2 separate regions of the Sus scrofa genome follow, and region 2 is linked to region 1. A link is a contact called in public HiChIP or PLAC-seq data. All regions are on one chromosome and are shown on one strand. The core of a region is the stretch at or near the end of the contact, and the rest is flanking DNA. Distances in the headings are between cores, read along the strand shown. Region 1 holds the start of TRAPPC3 (trafficking protein particle complex subunit 3). Region 2 overlaps COL8A2 (collagen alpha-2(VIII) chain).

Evidence for each region. HiChIP or PLAC-seq counts read pairs in DNA pulled down with a chosen protein or histone mark.
Region 2: a contact with region 1 is called in an H3K27ac HiChIP or PLAC-seq map of alveolar macrophages. The contact joins the enhancer-like site here to the promoter of TRAPPC3 in region 1. A contact is called at or near these places in 25 of 47 Hi-C or Micro-C datasets (adipose tissue, alveolar macrophages, blood and 14 more) and 2 of 2 datasets of contacts at active chromatin or transcription factors (alveolar macrophages and skeletal muscle).

Annotation. Positions count from the first base shown.
Region 1 is chr6:92,292,411-92,295,110 of Sscrofa11.1, reverse strand. TRAPPC3 (trafficking protein particle complex subunit 3) reads left to right here and starts at 1,399. Exons shown (of 5, transcript XM_005665219.3): 1 at 1,399-1,591. The coding sequence starts at 1,550.
Region 2 is chr6:92,252,182-92,254,972 of Sscrofa11.1, reverse strand. All of the region lies in intron 2 of COL8A2 (collagen alpha-2(VIII) chain), which reads left to right. Among named protein-coding and RNA genes, the nearest start is that of ADPRHL2, 15 kb to the right of the region's middle. Within about 2 kb of position 1,277, at least 13 of the 83 cell types and tissues checked have an H3K27ac peak or open chromatin away from gene starts, as enhancers often do. A contact at or near this core is called in alveolar macrophages, where this site is marked.

The DNA of each region.
Region 1 (2,700 bases), core at 150-2,649:
AGCCGGCAGGGAGGAGCCCAGACCGACAGACAGGCCAGCCAACTGCAGCTTTCACCTCAGCTGTCCTCTCTCCTGGGAATGCAGGAGGTTCTTCTCTAGTTTTGCTGGCCTCCAGGGGCTAGCCCACCCCAGCGTCCCCACCCCCACCTCCAGCTGACCATCGTGTTCCTTCCTAGAACCCTTGGCCAAGGCACTGACACAGGAAGGAGAGTCACAGGTCACTACCTCTAGGGAGGCCCCAGAATGTCTGTGCCACGGGGAGAAGAGTGTAATAATGGTTAGTCCTGCACCCTGGGGGAGAGACTGAGGGAATCCTGGGTACTGTCTTTCAGGCTGAGCAGCCGGGCCCCCCAGCCTTCCCCAGCCAGGCTGGCCATGCCTGGGCAGGCTGGTTATCATGGTGAAGGCTAGCAGCAAAATGCAGCTGCCTCAGAGCCAGACCACCAGGCCTAAGTGAGGAGAGGGTGCTCCTTGGACTCCCAGCCCAGTTCTGTCAGAATTGACCAGTCAGGGAGGGATGGCTGGAGGTGAAACCAAAGGGCTATATGGTCTGGGACTGCAGGACTTGCCTTGGTGATGGGTGAGGGTGTGGCCAGCACATTCCCTTGGTATTTCTGGGGCCTGTTTGCTGGGCTGTGTTTTTAGAGAGTGGCTGGAAGAAAGGGAATGCACAGTTACTTTGTGCCAAGTGCTCTGCATACATGTCTCACCAATCTTCACAACAACTGAGAGAGATCCAGCAACTTGCCTAAAATGGCAAAGCTGGGATTAAAATCCAGGACTGGCTGCTACCAACGCTGGTGATCTTTTTTTTTTTTTCCTGGAACCAGACTGTAGTTGTTACAGGGGAGGGAGGGGGAGAAAATGACCTGAACTTTATCAGACTGGATGTTTCATCAGGAGGCCACAGTGGTTAAGATGCAGATGCTTAGCTGCGTTTGGGGTCTGGGGACAGATGGCAATTTGAAGAGAAAGCCGTTGGCACGTAGTAGGTGGTCATTAAATATTGTTGTGAAGAAGCCAGATTTGTGTATGAGCCATAGCCAGTCTTCTGGGACATCCTGGGAGCTTCTAGCTCTGAATTGCAGCAACAGCGGAAGAAGCTAGTTTGAAAGAGGGACTTTCCAAGACCAACCCCAGCGAGAGAGGAATTTGCGGAGCATCTCTGAGTGGGGGTTGGGGGGGCAGGAAGGGGAAGTGTGGACGATACAAGATTACCGCAAACTGCTAACGCCACCTAGTGGCCATACTGCAGCCCATGGGGAGCCAGGCTCCAGGAGTCCGCTGAGCACGGGGCACTCTGGGAGTTATAGTCCAGCTACGCGGTGGCGCCAATGAGGCTGTTGGGTGTTGTAGTCCGACGTTTATTGGGCGGGAATTACCCTCGTCGGCCAGACCACGACTCCCGTGGTGCCCCGCGGCAGGCGCGCAGGCGCGGTGAGGCGGCACCCGTCAATCCCCGACGCTGTGGGGTCGCTAACTGGGTCCAGAGGTTTTAGGAGGGGTCGCCGGGTGGGTCTGTGGCGAGGCGGGGTAGGCGGCCGGCACCATGTCGAGGCAGGCGAATCGTGGCACCGAGAGCAAGAAAATGGTAACCGGAGCGTGTGATCTCGGCGGGCGGGGCGGAATGGGGGCGTTCTGGGGAAGGGGCCCGGCGCAGGGCGCAGGGCCCAACTGGTAAAGCGCCTTCTCCGAGCGCTGGGAGGGAGTGATTCCGGTGGAACGAAGGAGGAGGAGGCTGCTAGATGGGTCGAGAGTGGAGAATCGCTCGGGGCGCGTCGTGGGCCTGAGGCGGGTTGGAGGGCCTCTGGAGTAGCTCAGAGACCCCTCCCCCGAGGCCTGAGTACGGGATCAACAGCGACGACGGTAATAGCAGTAATTCCCACTGTTGCGCTCTTCTGTTAATTAGGCACTGGGCCAAGCACTTTATATCCATTATCTCATTTAATCCGCAAAGTAATTCTCACCGTTTTGGGGCTCAGAGAGGTTACATAACTTGCCCAAATTTACCGCTAGGAAGAGTTGGAATTTGAACCCATGTCTCTCTGACCCCAAAGCTCATGCTTCAGACCATAATATCTCTCACACTATGCCGTGGGCATTGCAAGAGATGCTCACATTCTGGTTTTGCCAGAAAGGAAGAGTAAGGGGTGGGTCAAAGTAGGCAGTCAGTGGTACTCTTCTCTGGCTTCTTTCTTGTCCTGGGAATATAGTTCCATAAAGTTTGGCTGCAGATGGGGGCTGGGCCTGGGAAGTAAGGTAGATGACTTTTTTCTTCAAACTAAGGGGACTTTTTGATGCGTGTTCCTTTTCTTTGGCATTTTCTTAGTTCATCCAGAATTGCCCAGTTCTCTTTGCTTTCCGATTTAACTGAGTTACTGAAGGTTGCATACAGGGCAGATCAGGGGCCCTTTGTTGACACATGTCTAAACTTCCCTCACACCTTTGCATCATATATCAGGAACAGCCACGAAAAATGGGCAGCAGGCAGCCTTGTTACTCTGGTGTAGTACTGTACTTAACTTTTTCTCTCTCAGACCCCTTTTGAGAAGTTGGTGATAGTTATGGACCTTCTCCCCAGAAATAGTAAGTAGACACACATACACATAGACATTTACTTACATTTTGGGAGGCATCTGTGGGCCCCCTGAAGATACTCTATGGACACAGGTTAAGAATTACTGTTTTGGGGAGTTCCCT
Region 2 (2,791 bases), core at 28-2,527, 40 kb after region 1:
CTTGCGGGAATGACATCACACGTGGAATGGGCCCCACTTAGGCGGTGGTGTGAGCTGTCCTCACTCCGACACTCCTCCCTCTAGAGGAAACACCTGCTCTGGGGTCCTGCGGGGACCTGCCCCACGTCCACGGTGCAGGGGGTGCGGGGAGGGGGCAAACTCAGGGATGCTTCCTGAAGACCCACCTTGCTAAGGAGGAAGGAAAGGCGGGGAGCTGGCAGGGGGCTTTGCCTGGGCTCCTGACTGGGCCCGGGGCTCTTCCTCTGGCGCCCCCTGCCTGTGCTCCTGCACAGTCGTGTTCCCCCGCCCCACTGCCCTGCGCCCCTACCCTCCCTGCTGAACCTGGGGCGGCCTGCACCCTCCATCACTCCCACACCCAGTAAAGCCTCAGCTCAGCATGGGAAGGGGACCAGCGCTCCCCAGAGTCAGGGCTGCCTTGAATCCTCCTGTGGTGGTGCCATGATCTTGGCCTCTGGCCCACCCGGGCCAGAACTGCTCACTCTCCTCTCCCTGCTTCCTGCTCCTCTCAGCCCCTGCCCACCCACCAGGCAGAACCTTCTAGCTCTGTGCATGTGTGAGCACCACCCTCCACTCCAGTAGCCCCCGGCTCAGGGGGCCAGTGTAGGAGGGCCCTTATCCAGCTCCAGAGAGGCTGCATGGTGTGGTGGTTAGGGGCTGGGTCTCAAGAGTCAGAGTGCCTGAGTTTAGGCCCTGACTGCACCCTGGTTTCCTCGTCTGTAAAAGAGGGCTGAATGTGGAGGGGATCTCGAACATTAGAACAGGGCCTGGCCAGAATTTCCATCAGCAGTAGCTGAGGGCCAGGCCTATATGGTGCAGCCTTAATCCTGGTACAGATAGAACAGGGGGCCTGTGTCGAGGGCAAGTGGTGGTCTGGGCAAGATCCTTAGTCTAAGCTTCTGTTGCTTCACCTATAAAATAGGGGATGATAATTGTATGAGCCGATGGGGGGGGGGTCACTGAGAAGATTAGTGAGGCGAAGCTGGTGAAGCCTCGCCTGGTGACTGGGGAGCCCGTAGGTGGCAGGTGTTACTATTACCCTGGGGCTCAGGGAGGTTGAGCCGCCTGCCTAAGGTTACAGATGGGCTGATGGCAGAGCTGGGTTGGCAGCATCACCCACATTCTTGGGAGCCCTGTGTTCATTCCAGCAAAGCCCTGTGTGATACTGAGTTTGCAGGAACACTGCCCTGCAGCTCCACACTCAGCCCCACGTGCATCCCTGGATGTGCTCACCCCATCCTGCCCCCTCTTGTGGCCAGACGTGGAGAGGCCCTGGGCGGGATGAGGGGAGCCCAGGGCAGGGATGCAGGGGAAGTGGGACTTCCCTGGGCTGTGCAAAAGGCCAGCTTAGTCCCCTCTTCAGATATTGATGGGTGTCCCCCCTGAGGCAGACATGATCTCTCTAATCATCACAGCAGCCCTGAGAAGCAGATTGTTAGCCTGGCATTAAAAAAACAAAACAAACAAAAAAACCCACAAAACTTTATTGAGGAGTTCCCATCGTGGCCAGAGGGTTAAGAACCCAACTAGTATCCATGAGGATGTGGGCTCCATCCCTGGCCTCCATCAGTGGGTTAAGGATCTGGCATTGCTGCAAGCTGTGATGCCGGTGGCAGATATGGCTCGGATCCAGTGTTGTGGTGGCTGTGGCACAGGCAGGCAACTTCACCTTCCATTTGACCCCTAGCCTGGGAATGTCACATGCTGCAGGTGAGGCCCTAAAAAGAAAAAAACCAAAACTTTATTGAGACACAATTCACATAGCATACAGTTGGCTCATTTAAAATGTACTTTTTTTTTTTTTTGTCTTTTTAGGGCTGCACCTGCGGCATATGGAGGTTCCCAGGCTGGGAGTTGAATGGGAGCTGTAGCCGCTAGCCTACACCACAGCCACAGCAACACCAAATTGGAGCCACATCTTCGACCTACACCACAGCTCACAGCAATGCTGAATCCCTAACTCACTGAGCAAGGCCAGGGATCAAACCTGAATCCTAATGGATGCTAGTCAGGTTTGTTTCCGCTGAGCCACCATGGGAACTCCAAAACAAATGTTTTTTAAAGGTATTCACAGAATTGTGCAACTATCACCACAATCAATTTAGAACATTTTGACCACCTCTAATAGGAACACTGAACCCATTAGCAGTCATCCCTGTTTTCACCACCACCTGCAGCCTTTGGCACTCAATAATCTTTTTTCTATCTCTATAGATTTACCTATTCTGAACATTTCATACAAATAGAATTATATAATATGATTTTGTGACTGGCTTCTTCACTTACTATGCTTTTAAGATGCATCTGTACTGTGGCATTTATCAATACTTCACTTTTTTTTTAAATTTTTTTGGTCTTTTTAGAGCCACACCCACGGCATATGGAAGTTCCCTGGCTAGGGATCCAGTTGGAGCTGTAGCTGCTGGCCTATGCTTCAACCACAGCCACAGCAATGCGGGATCCAAGCCTCGTCTGCGACCTACACCACAGGTCACAGCAATGCTGGATCCTTAACCCACTGAGCGAGGTCAGGGATCAAACCCGTGTCTTCCTGGATACTAGTCAGATTCATTACCACTGAGCCACATGGCAACTCCAGTACTTCACTTTTGTAATTGTTGAATAATATTCCATAATAGGGATATACCACCCTCTTCATTCATCAGTTAATGCACATCTGTGTTTCTGTTTTGTGGCTGTTATGAATAATGTCACTATCAACATTCATGTACATGTTTTTGTGTGGACATATGATTTCCATTTTACAGATGAG